Linked DNA regions of Hordeum vulgare: region 2 is linked to region 1. Evidence: chromatin contacts called from public Hi-C data. All regions are on one chromosome and are shown on one strand. Each heading gives the region's core, a stretch centred on a gene start, on an enhancer-like site or on the middle of the called end of the contact. The rest is flanking DNA. Distances are from core to core; before and after follow the strand shown. Region 1 holds the start of LOC123401976 (3-ketoacyl-CoA synthase 5-like). Region 2 holds the start of LOC123406390 (NAC transcription factor ONAC010-like).

Region 1 (5,311 bases), core at 2,243-4,742:
ATTTCAGTTTTGAAAGAAACTCAATATATTGGTCACTCTCGACAAGTGGAAATAAAAGATACTGCTGCTGCTATGCTACTTTGATGCGTAAGGAAGGGTTCACATTCACTTCATCAAAAATCTAATCTTCTTGGAGTGTGAGACAGCTCTGAAGCTTGATCAGCTTGAAGCAAAAGTTGTGTATATCCTCCAGGGATGAAAGGAATAAACATGCTTGAAGGATCCCCGTTAAACATATTATTTGAGACGATTGGTATTGCAGCATTAGAACTTATGTCTGCCTCCGAATATCCCTGCTGCATAATAAGACATCAACTCTTTAGAACTATTGTGGTACAATTAAATGCCTGAAGTATGTTCAAGAAGTAGAAGCAATTTATCTTACAGTATATTGTTGAGGAACTTCTGCAGGAAAATCATATGTAGTTACTTCATTTTCAAATCCCTATGCCTAAGTAAGTAGGAAACTGCTTACAACAAAGTTACTTTTGGAAGACATAAAAGAACATTGCTTAGTTTATCTTACACTAGATTTTCCATGACCTTCTTCAACCGGATCTTTTCTTGTAACTTTCTTTCTACCTCCTCCTGTTCATACATACAAATATGCAATACATTACTATCTATTCAATAATCAGAGGTGAAAAGTAAGAAAAATGTGGTTGTAATACCTTTTTTTTGGGTTGGTTTTAAATTCTTCGGTTTCGCCTTTTCAAGTGGATCTTTTATCCTTTTTCCCTTTGGACCTTTTATCACTTCAGGGACTCTAAATGATATATTCCCTGTTAATATATCTTGAGTATTTTGAGGAATATTATTACAAGCGTGCTCATTAGTATTTTGAGGAATATTGTCATGTTTAGCACGCCTTTTTTCGCTTAACAAATCATCTGCCTCCAGATTTAATTTATCTATAGCTTCCTCCAATTTTGCAAGTAGTTCTTCTGAAACTGAACACTTCATTGCAGTAGATGTTGCTTTCCGAGCTATACGTGCCGCACGGGTCTGCAAAGTTTCCTTCTCACTTTCGACGGTCTTCGTCGACAATCCTCTCTTTGCATATTTTGTCCATCGGTGTAGTATATATGGAGATGGCAAAGTGAAAACCTCGTTGATGTTCAACACTCGCAGAGCATGCCTGCACAAAATACATATCCCATAATTCATACGTTAGTACATATTTGATGACACCTTTATTGTAAACTAGTAAAATAACAAAATGTTATTTCTTACCTATGGATTCAAACCTTATGCAAGAACATGAAATGGTGACATCCTCAGAACTGAATACAACTACTGCCTCATCCTCATATTTCCTAGGTGACACCATGTAAGTTCTAACTGTCCCCACAGTGGAAACTAACTGGCACTTGGCAGAAAATTGTTGCTTAAACTGCTCCTCAAAATCAACATAAAGGCTTCTTGTATATGATTCAGCAGCAGTCTTCAACATAGGTAAGTTTCTGATGCAAGTAACTGGTTTAGACTGACGTGATTTAAAGTCCTCGTCCAGTTCATTCTCCCGAAGACTAGCGGCACACTTATCATATTCTACTAGGAGTTCTGAAAGGCAGAGTCTCTTTCGAAATCTTTTCTTAAACACGTTATTCATACCTTCGCTCCTTTGAGTTGAAGTCATGTTGGCGCAAAAGGAATCACGACGGTAAACAGTAGCCCACTTCTCACGCAGATCATAGAGTTGTTGTAACCATGTGTTATCCTGAAGGTTGTAAGCACTCAACAATTCTTGCCACTTCATTTCAAAGTATGCTATTGACCTTTCCTCATAGACACATCTCTTAAAATCAGCAAGGAATTGAGGATGGTCTGAAATTACATGGCTAAGATGCTTAGCAGCATTTTGATAAATGTGCCACAAACAGAGGCGGTGCTTTGTATTTGGGAGAACAATGCTGATTGCTTTCGCCATGGCAGCACACTGATCGGTGAAGATGGTTGCAGGTGCCTTGCCAGACATGGCGGTTAAGAATGTGTTGAAGAGCCAGATGAATGAATCTTTGGTTTCATCACATAACAGGGCAGCTCCAAAAAGAATGGTTTGCTTATGATGATTTGTTCCAAGTAGTGGTGCAAAAGGCATTTCAAACTTGTTTGTCTGAAATGTTGTGTCAAAGGACAAAACATCACCAAAGCAAGCGTAGTCCATGATAGCTTGACCATCTGCCCAAAAAAAATTAGCTATCCGGCAATCCTCTTCGTATAATTGTATAGCATAAAAAAAAGAAGGATCATTTAAGTGCTTGTTTTTCAAGAATTCCAGCAATGTTTGCGCATCATTAACTTCCAGATACTTCCTACGCTCACGACCAATATGGTTATTGGAATCCATCCGCAAGAAAGGTACATTATGGGGTCCTTTATACCACTGCTTGAAAAAATTGTACACTTCAGCTGGCTTTATTCCGGCTTCACGCATCTCACCAATCACAAGTTTACCGGACGCTGCAATACGACGTTGCGACCTCAACATGTGCCTCTTATCTGGACTTGCGAAATCATGGTTGTGCTCAAGAAGAACCTTTTGCACATTCCAAACGCCATCAGGAGAAATACTCAGCTGAACACGGGCATTGCAATCACACCTTGTGGTTGCATTTTCATTCTTGGTGTGATGTGATGAATGAGTTTCTCGCTCACCTTGTTTGCTGCAAACCAAATGTTTCTGATAAACGGTTCCATCTCGTCTCAACTTCGTGTGGCTCCTTCGAATGCTGAACCCAACTTTACAAGCATAATTATTGTAAAAATCGTATGCCTCCTCCTCAAACTTAAATGCCATTCCAACTCTAGGAACAGGTATGGTTTTAACATTGACACAGCCACTTCCATGAAGATCGTCGTCGCCAGCGCTGCTTCCATGAAGGTCTGCTGCCGCTGCTTCCATGTGGACGCCGCCACTTCCATGAAGATCGTCGTCGCCAGCGCATGGACGGGTAGCCATGGGGACAGGTCTGCTGCCGCTGCTTCCATGAAGGCCTGCTGCCGCTGCTTCCATGTGGACGCCGCCACTGCTTCCGTGAGGGACGACGAGCACGTCGTCATCACCGGCGAAAGGAGAGGTCTCCATGGGAGACATGGCGGCAGTGCCCAGGTTTGGCGCCGGGGAAATGTTGCTACGACGGCGCCTCCACGTCGGGCGCGGCGGAGACTGCAGGTGAGAAGATTGCTACCTTCTGGTTACGTTTGTTGGACGGAAGGTATTGATTAGATTGATATTGTGTCGTATCCATACTATAAATACGTATCAACTGATTAGGGTATTTTAAGCAGCTTTAAGATGTGTGCAAACAATGACGTGTCAAAATCTGAAGAGGGGCTTGAGACCCGGCACTATGAGGCCCCGTCCCATAGAATTTTCTTCCCCTCTAACCACTTCTATAGTGTGATCTCTTCTCGGAGCGACAGGCTCGGGCTCCACCTGCGGGGTCCCGGTACCCGGAGTTTCGCTTCTTTAAATTCTCCCTCCCGGCTTTCTCCTCGCCTCCCACCGCGAGCCAAGCGACACACACACCCACGAGGCCACAGAGCTACAGCTGCTCCCAACACAGACGCGAGCGCACGCAAACGATACAGAGCGCACCGTTAGCATGAGCTCGTCGGCGCAGCTCAAGCGGCTGTACCAGCTGGCGGTGAGCAACATCGTGGCCATCGTGGCAGTGCCCTTCGCCGCCTCGGCCCTGCTCAAGGCGGCGGAGCTAGGGCCCGATGAGCTGCTCGCCCGGCTGCGCGCGCTCCGGCCCGTGCACATGTTCCTCGCCGCGTTCGTCCCGTCCGCGGCGGCCGCCGTCTACCTCAAGCTCCGGCCGCGCGCGGTGTACATGGTGGACTACGCGTGCTTCCGCACCAGCCCCAGCTGCCGCGTCCCGTTCGCCGCGTTCGAGGAGCACGCCCGCGTGTGGCCGGGCTTCGACGAGCGCAGCGTGCGCTTCATGTCGCGCTTGCTCGAGCGCTCGGGGCTCGGGGAGGAGACCTGCCTCCCCTACGCGCAGCACTACATCCCGCCGTCCTGCGACCTCGAGTCCTCCCGCGCCGAGGCCGAGCTCATCGTCTTCTCCGCCATCGACGACCTGCTCGCCAAGACCAAGGTCGCCCCGGTGGACATCGACATCCTCGTCGTCAACTGCAGCCTCTTCGCGCCAACGCCGTCTTTCGCCGACATGATCGTCAACCGGTACAACCTGCGCAAGGACGTGCGCAACGTGCACCTCGCCGGGATGGGGTGCAGCGCCGGTCTCATCTCCGTGGGGCTCGCCCGGAACCTGCTGCAGGTCGCTCCCAGGGGCTCGAACGCGCTGGTGGTGTCGACGGAGACCATCACGCCCAACTACTACATGGGCAAGGAGCGCGCCATGCTCCTGCCCAACTGCCTCTTCCGCATGGGCGGCGCCGCCGTGCTCCTCTCCACCAACGGCGCCAACGCGCGGTTCCGGCTGGCGCGGGTGGTGCGGACGCTGACCGGGTCCCAGGACGGCGCGTACCGCTGCGTGTACCAGGAGGAGGACGAGCGCGGCAACGTGGGGATAAACCTGTCCAAGGACCTGATGAGCGTCGCCGGCGAGGCGCTGAAGGCGAACATCACGGCCATGGGGCCCCTGGTGCTGCCGGCGTCGGAGCAGCTGCTGTTCGCGCTGTCCTTCATCGCGCGCAGGGTGGTGAACCGCGGGATCAAGCCGTACATCCCGGACTTCCGCACGGCGTTCGAGCACTTCTGCATCCACGCGGGCGGGCGGGCGGTGATCGACGAGCTGCAGCGCAGCCTGACGCTGTCGGACGAGCAGGTGGAGGCGTCGCGGATGACGCTGCACCGGTTCGGCAACACGTCGAGCAGCTCGCTGTGGTACGAGCTGGCGTACGTGGAGGCCAAGGGGCGCATGCGCAAGGGCGACCGCGTGTGGATGATCGGCTTCGGCTCCGGGTTCAAGTGCAACAGCGCCGCCTGGGAGTGCATCCGCCCGCCCGCGGCGCCCGGCGGCGCCGACGGGCCCTGGGCCGCCTGCGTCCACCGCTACCCCGTCGACATCCCCGACGTGCTCAAGCACTAGCCACTAGCTCGTCGATCTCGTGCACATTCGTACACACACGTTCGCTCCTACACAGGAAAGTCTACACAGTAGCCACTACTAGGCAGTAGCACACTAGTAATACTACCAACGATCGATCCGTGCTCTGTACGTAGTAACTATTCATTGCTGCATGCCTGCATGCATCCAGTGAGCGACTCCATCTCTTTTCTCTCTCTCTCTCTCTCTCTCTCTGCACGTTGCTTCGCATTGATGTATGCTTCTCCCTT
Region 2 (5,657 bases), core at 2,560-5,059, 400 kb after region 1:
CTTCGTCAGTTGATTAGTTAATATCTTCATTGGCTGATTAATTCGTATCAATCGCATTGATTTAACAGTGACAAGATTAAGCTTTTTCCTTAGTAGTTCAGTCGTACCTCCAATTGGATGGTCTGATCGATACGATACTGAGATATTGGCAAGGAAACAGAAGCATTAATATGGCCTGCTTATGTTGAGCAGATTATCTGAGCCCATTCCACGCCTATGACGAAGGGAACCTATCATGGCTGGTAACTGTTTGCTTCCCTCATATCTATGCACATTTTATCTGCTCGACTGAATGCAGAGCTCTTGTTTCTCTCTCTTGCTGATCACTGATGATGCAGGCTGCAGCTGAGGCTGAGGCTGCTACCCTGTCGATTGCAAAGAGGGCCATACCCGAGGCTACTACGATCGAAGAAGCGAACCGGATTGTTCGGGGAAACTGGATGAATGCAATTGAGGAGCACCACCTCAAGTACTCGGGGGGAAACTGCCAGATCAATGACATTTTGGACATTGGCTGCTCTGTGGGAGTGAGCACCAGATACCTGGCTGAGAAGTTCCCTTCGGCTAAGGCTGTCGTAAGTGCATCTCTTGCCACATCTCTGAAAAATGTGTTGTCAAGGTTCAGTATCTGCTAGTGCTTTGGGGGGAAATGATCAAATATTGTGAAAATCATAGCATCCAGAATCTCTGAAAAAAACATGCTATAATATTATCAGTCTCGATGTATTCTCGGCTCAGTTTGATGAATATTGACGATTCTTAGGAATATTATGTTATAGCTATCTTTCTGCATACTGACGATTCTTTGGTTGGTTTCTATATGGATCTGCTAATTTGGAGCCTTTTCAATTATCAAGGGATTAGATCTATCGCCCTACTTCCTGTCCGTGGCAGCACAGAAAGAAGAACAACTGTCTCGGCAAAACCCTATTCGTTGGGTTCATGCAAACGGTGAAGCGACTGGGTTGCCACCGAATTCATTCGACGTCGTCTCCCTTGCTTATGTGGTAATCTCTATCATATCTTGAAATGGTTATCACGAAATAAACAATTGTAATCTCCCTGTATTTTTGTCTTTCAAAAATCAACCAATGTTGTCTCATTAGCTGATACCCTCAATAATGTTGGAAAGGGAGACAAAGACTGATTTTTTTTAAAAGAGAAGATGTTGAAGCGACAAAACAATAGCTGTTCTTGATCATACACAATTGTAGTGATATGCATATGTTTGCATCTAATTAGGATTATAGACTTCTTTACATGAACGCTGTGCTAAGGACTTTGAAAAATGAAATGGTAGCTCGAAAATCACCATTAATGCTGCAAGTGCAATTCTATAAACACCTGCAGTGCCACGAGTGTCCAGCACGAGCAATAATCGGATTAGCGAAGGAAGCATTCAGACTGCTTCGCCCAGGAGGAACCATCGCCTTAACAGACAACTCAGTAAGAAAATTCAGTTTCCCAATATGAAGTTATTACTGGTAACACAACTGTTTTGAGAAAAGTTCTGAAATCTAACTCCACTTCCTTTTGTACTGGCCTCAGCCAAAGTCAAAAGTACTCCAGGTAATCTCGAGCAAAATTTACTGAAGCTCCTCATCTGATTCTCACTCACGTTGACTTAGAGTACTAATAATTTGTTACCGTTTCAGGAACTATCACCCGTTCTGTTCACCCTGATGAAGAGCACTGAACCGTTCCTGGACGAGTACTACATGCTGGATCTGGAGGATGCGCTGAGCCAAGCAGGCTTCGTCAATGTGTGCTCCGTGCTGACAGACCCCAGGCATAGAACGGTCACTGCCACGGTGCCCTACTGAGTACTGACTGGATTGTTGATCAGACCTTCGAATTAGGGCTACATCATCACCATGGTTCACCAAAGCAGAATTCTCTCTTCAGTGATTTGGCTAGTGTAAACAGTCATAAAAGCTTATAGCAACTTGGGATGTCTGAGCCATATATACATTCAGGGAGAAAAGAGAGTGGTTGTTCTACACCCAGACATACAACAAGCACGATAAACAGTAAGCACATAGCAAAAGAAATATGAATCTTTGTGGCTTCGATTATGACCAAAATTTGTAGGCTATTGCGAATTTGTGTGGCCAAATGACATCCGAGCAGGTCCGATCAGTAGAAAAACATCTGAGTGTGTAATAAGTAAGAAAAGAACTTTCAACCAGAGGCGACAACTTTACGTATGTAATAAAATTGTTAAGGATCGAGTTCAAAAAATCCGGGTGCGTAATTGTAGACCATCCATCGGTACAAGCACATGACATGGTATGGTAGTATGATACGCTATCCCATATCCTACGAGTAGTTCCTAGATGTATTGCTTCGACTAGTTCACTCTCGATCGGTGGCCGCATCGCCGGCGTCGCTCTGCTCACAGTTGAAGTCGCCGGCGTTGTCGCCGAGAGGCCTGTAGTCATAGGTCTCGTCCCGGTTCTGCTCACAGTTGAAGTCGCCGGCGTTGTCGCCGAGAGGCGTGTAGTCATAGGTCTCGTCCCGGTTCTGCTCACAGTTGAAGTCGCCGGCGTTGTCGCCGAGAGGCCTGTAGTCATGGGTCTCGTCCCGGTTCTGCTCACAGTTGAAGTCGCCGGCGTTGTCGCCGAGAGGCATGTAGTCATAGGTCTCGTCCCGGTTCTGCTCCCCGTCATTGCCGGGAGAAATAGTTGAGTGGGCGCTCTCGGTTGTCATGACACCGCCGTCATCGTTGTAGTAGCCACACAGAGCGCCACCGGCTTGTTGCTCGCCGCCGTAGCACACCAGGGCAGCGTCATCTCCAGCGTAGTACTGGGTGTGGCTGTGGATCTGGCCCAGCTGATTAGGCCATGGGGCAACCTCTTGGCTAGCAACCGGGAAGAACGGTGAAGGGCCATAGTAGGCGCCGTTCGTCTCCACCATGCCGCAGCCGTAGAAAGCACCGGCTTGAGCGGCGGTGAATCCCTGGCCGTCACTGTTCATCGCCGCGGCAAGCTGGTCGGTGAACGAGAGGCCGTTGTCCATGTACTCGCCCTCCGGGAGGATACAGTTGAGAGGCTCATAGCAGTAGTCACCGCCGTTGCCGCCAGACAGAGCACCAGCTTGCGTGTCACCAAGTCCCTCGCCGTTGCTCTCCATCGCGGCGGCGTCGTGGTCGTTGTAGCTCGTTCCCAGCAGCTCAGGGTCCGGGAGCACAACCTGTTGGTCGGCGGCGGCGGCGTGGTCGTAGTAGCTCGTGCCCGGCAGCTCAGGGTCCGGGAGCACAATCTGTTGGTCGGCGGCGGCGGCGGCCTTTCCCTTGGCGTTGCTGCTGATCTTGACGCGGCTGAGCACCTTGCCGGGGAGCGGCGGCGACGTGATCTCGTACTCGTGCATGACGTACCCCATGCTGACCTTGCGCTTGAAGGTGAGATCGTAGCGCTTGTAGGCGATGTCCAGCTCGGCGCCGCCGGGGCCGAGCAGGGTGGCGATGCCCTCGTTCACCTTCTGCCCCTGCCACACGCCGCCGCCCTTGACGGTGCGCTTCCTGCGGCGGCCGGCCGTGGGGGGGCCGTAGAAGAGGGCGTGGTCGATCCCGCCGTCGCCGCCGTGCCGCCGGAGGAGCTCCCACGGCGGGGCGCTCCCGGGGTCGTCCTCGATGATGGCGTGCGCGTGCGGGTTGGGGAGGCCGAGCGCGCGCGGGAGGAGGTAGTAGGCGACGATGTCGTCGTCGGTGGGGTCGAACTTGAACGCCGGCGGCAGGTTGGGGCCGAAGCCGAACTTGGATGCTTCCATGTTGGGCTGATCTGCTCCGCTCCGCTCCGCTCCGCGTTCGCTGGCTCCGTTTCTTGTTTCGATCGGTGGAAGTGGAGGGTTCCGTCGCTAATATAGACGAGGTGGCTTGGTGATCTAGCTAACCTCGCTCGAGTCGGACTGAGATCTTTCCATGATTGCCACTCACGGACTCGGATTGGAAACCGCGGGAACGACTAATTAACAAGCCCTTGATTAATTAACGAAAAAGCTCACGCGTGAGATATCAGCGGAAATCTTTTTAATTTCGGTTTAAAAATATTTTATCTCCTAATTAAAAATTCAGTTAAAAATCTGTTTTCACCATTAAATCCGTCTCGACGAGATCTTCAAAACTATATTCCATGTTGATACGTTTCGAGAAAAAAAAATGGCCAAAAGTTGTCTTGTTTACACATTATAGTTTGCCATAGTGTTTACACTAAAGTTGTCATGACCTGCTTGCGATGAAACAGCGTGGCGGCAATTGTACCATGGTCGAAGATGATGACCTGCTTGCGACTGGTTGCAGATCCTTCTGCTACACGAGTCTTCTCTCAAGATTCAGGGATGGTGACATTGGGCTCCGGAGATCCTCTTGTTATGGTTGTCTTAGGTACTCTAGGTGTTTAAGGTCCTTCGTGTTTGCGTTTCAGTGTGCTTGTAAGGGTCAACTTCATTGTACTGATTCGTGATATGAATGAAAAAAACTCTCTCAAAAAAAAGTTGTCATGACATGTTCTATTTACTTTTTTCTTTTATAATATGTCAAAATTTACTTTTAAAGATAGAAGAAAAAGTAGCTGAAAAATATCATGACAACTTCAGTGTAAACACCATGGCAATTCATGTGTAATAGACATGACAAATTTTAACAAAAAAATATTATCGAAACATATTGATATAAGATCTAATTTCGAAGATCTCGTCGCGATGGATTTAATGATGAAAACGGATCTTCAATCAAATTTTTATTTAAAAGATAAAACATTTAAAAACTAAAAATCCAAAAAGATTCTCACATTCATGCGCGACGTGACTGTAATCTGTGTGTTATAGGCGTGTGGACGGATATTGCATCCACCACACGTATGGACGTTATCAACGTCCTTAATCTCTATCTCTAATAATAAAGCAAATACTGCTTCTGGTTGTACGTCGTTGTGTTTTTACAAAAAAAAACTTTGTTTCTGATAAATTAACCCGCGGTCCTTTTCTTAGTGAATATCTGAGAAAAACGTTTCGTTTGTGAAACAGAACTCTGCGTTCAACCCGCGATCTACAGAACAACGGTGGGGGGTGGAGCTCGCAGCGCACGGACCTGTACGCGGCGGGTGACGAGGACGGGGTCACCGGTCACGACGAGGAAGACTGGAGCTCGGTCAGATCCAAGGCATCTGGAGCTCATGTCAGAAAGGAGACATGGAGAGGGATAAAGGGGGAAAGGAGGGGCGGTGCGACGACAGGAGCTCATTATAGGTAAAATATGCTATCAATCGCTTGATTCGAAAGGCATAATTTTGTTATGCCGTTGCAACGCACTGGCTCTTTTGCTAGTTAATACAGTAAATTGATTAACAGGCTCCTCTATAACTTTTTTTCTTTTGAAGTTTGTAAGGTGTTTGTTGTTCAATTGAAGAGAGATGCGGTCGAATAAGAGGGTGTTTGTTTCCAGGGACTTATTGGTTTTGGGACTTAAAAAAGTCCCTATAAGTTCCACCTAAACCAAACACAAGGGACTTATTGGGACTTATTATGGTGATTTGGGACTTATCAAATAAGACTCTGTGGGAGGAGCTTATTGGGACTTATTGCTCGTTAGCCCGTGAAAAAAGTCCCGCATCGATCCACCCAGTGGCCGCCGCCGCACCGCCCTACCCCGCGTCGCTCGC

What was found. Hi-C and Micro-C count contacts between places; a contact is called where the count stands out from the background.
Region 2: a contact with region 1 is called in a Hi-C map of seedling, with 2.8 times the contacts expected there. The contact joins the promoter of LOC123406390 here to the promoter of LOC123401976 in region 1. A contact is called at or near these places in 3 of 6 Hi-C or Micro-C datasets (leaf and seedling).

The regions. Positions count from the first base shown.
Region 1 is chr6H:491,551,145-491,556,455 of MorexV3_pseudomolecules_assembly, reverse strand. It overlaps LOC123401976 (3-ketoacyl-CoA synthase 5-like), which reads left to right and starts at 3,492. Exons shown (of 1, transcript XM_045095841.1): 1 at 3,492-5,218. The coding sequence starts at 3,609. The coding sequence ends at 5,063.
Region 2 is chr6H:491,154,412-491,160,068 of MorexV3_pseudomolecules_assembly, reverse strand. LOC123406390 (NAC transcription factor ONAC010-like) reads right to left here and starts at 3,809. Exons shown (of 1, transcript XM_045099894.1): 1 at 2,125-3,809. The coding sequence starts at 3,768. The coding sequence ends at 2,356. LOC123406391 reads left to right here. Exons shown (of 8, transcript XM_045099895.1): 3 at 193-242; 4 at 339-575; 5 at 858-1,007; 6 at 1,351-1,446; 7 at 1,549-1,569; 8 at 1,656-2,075. The coding sequence ends at 1,823.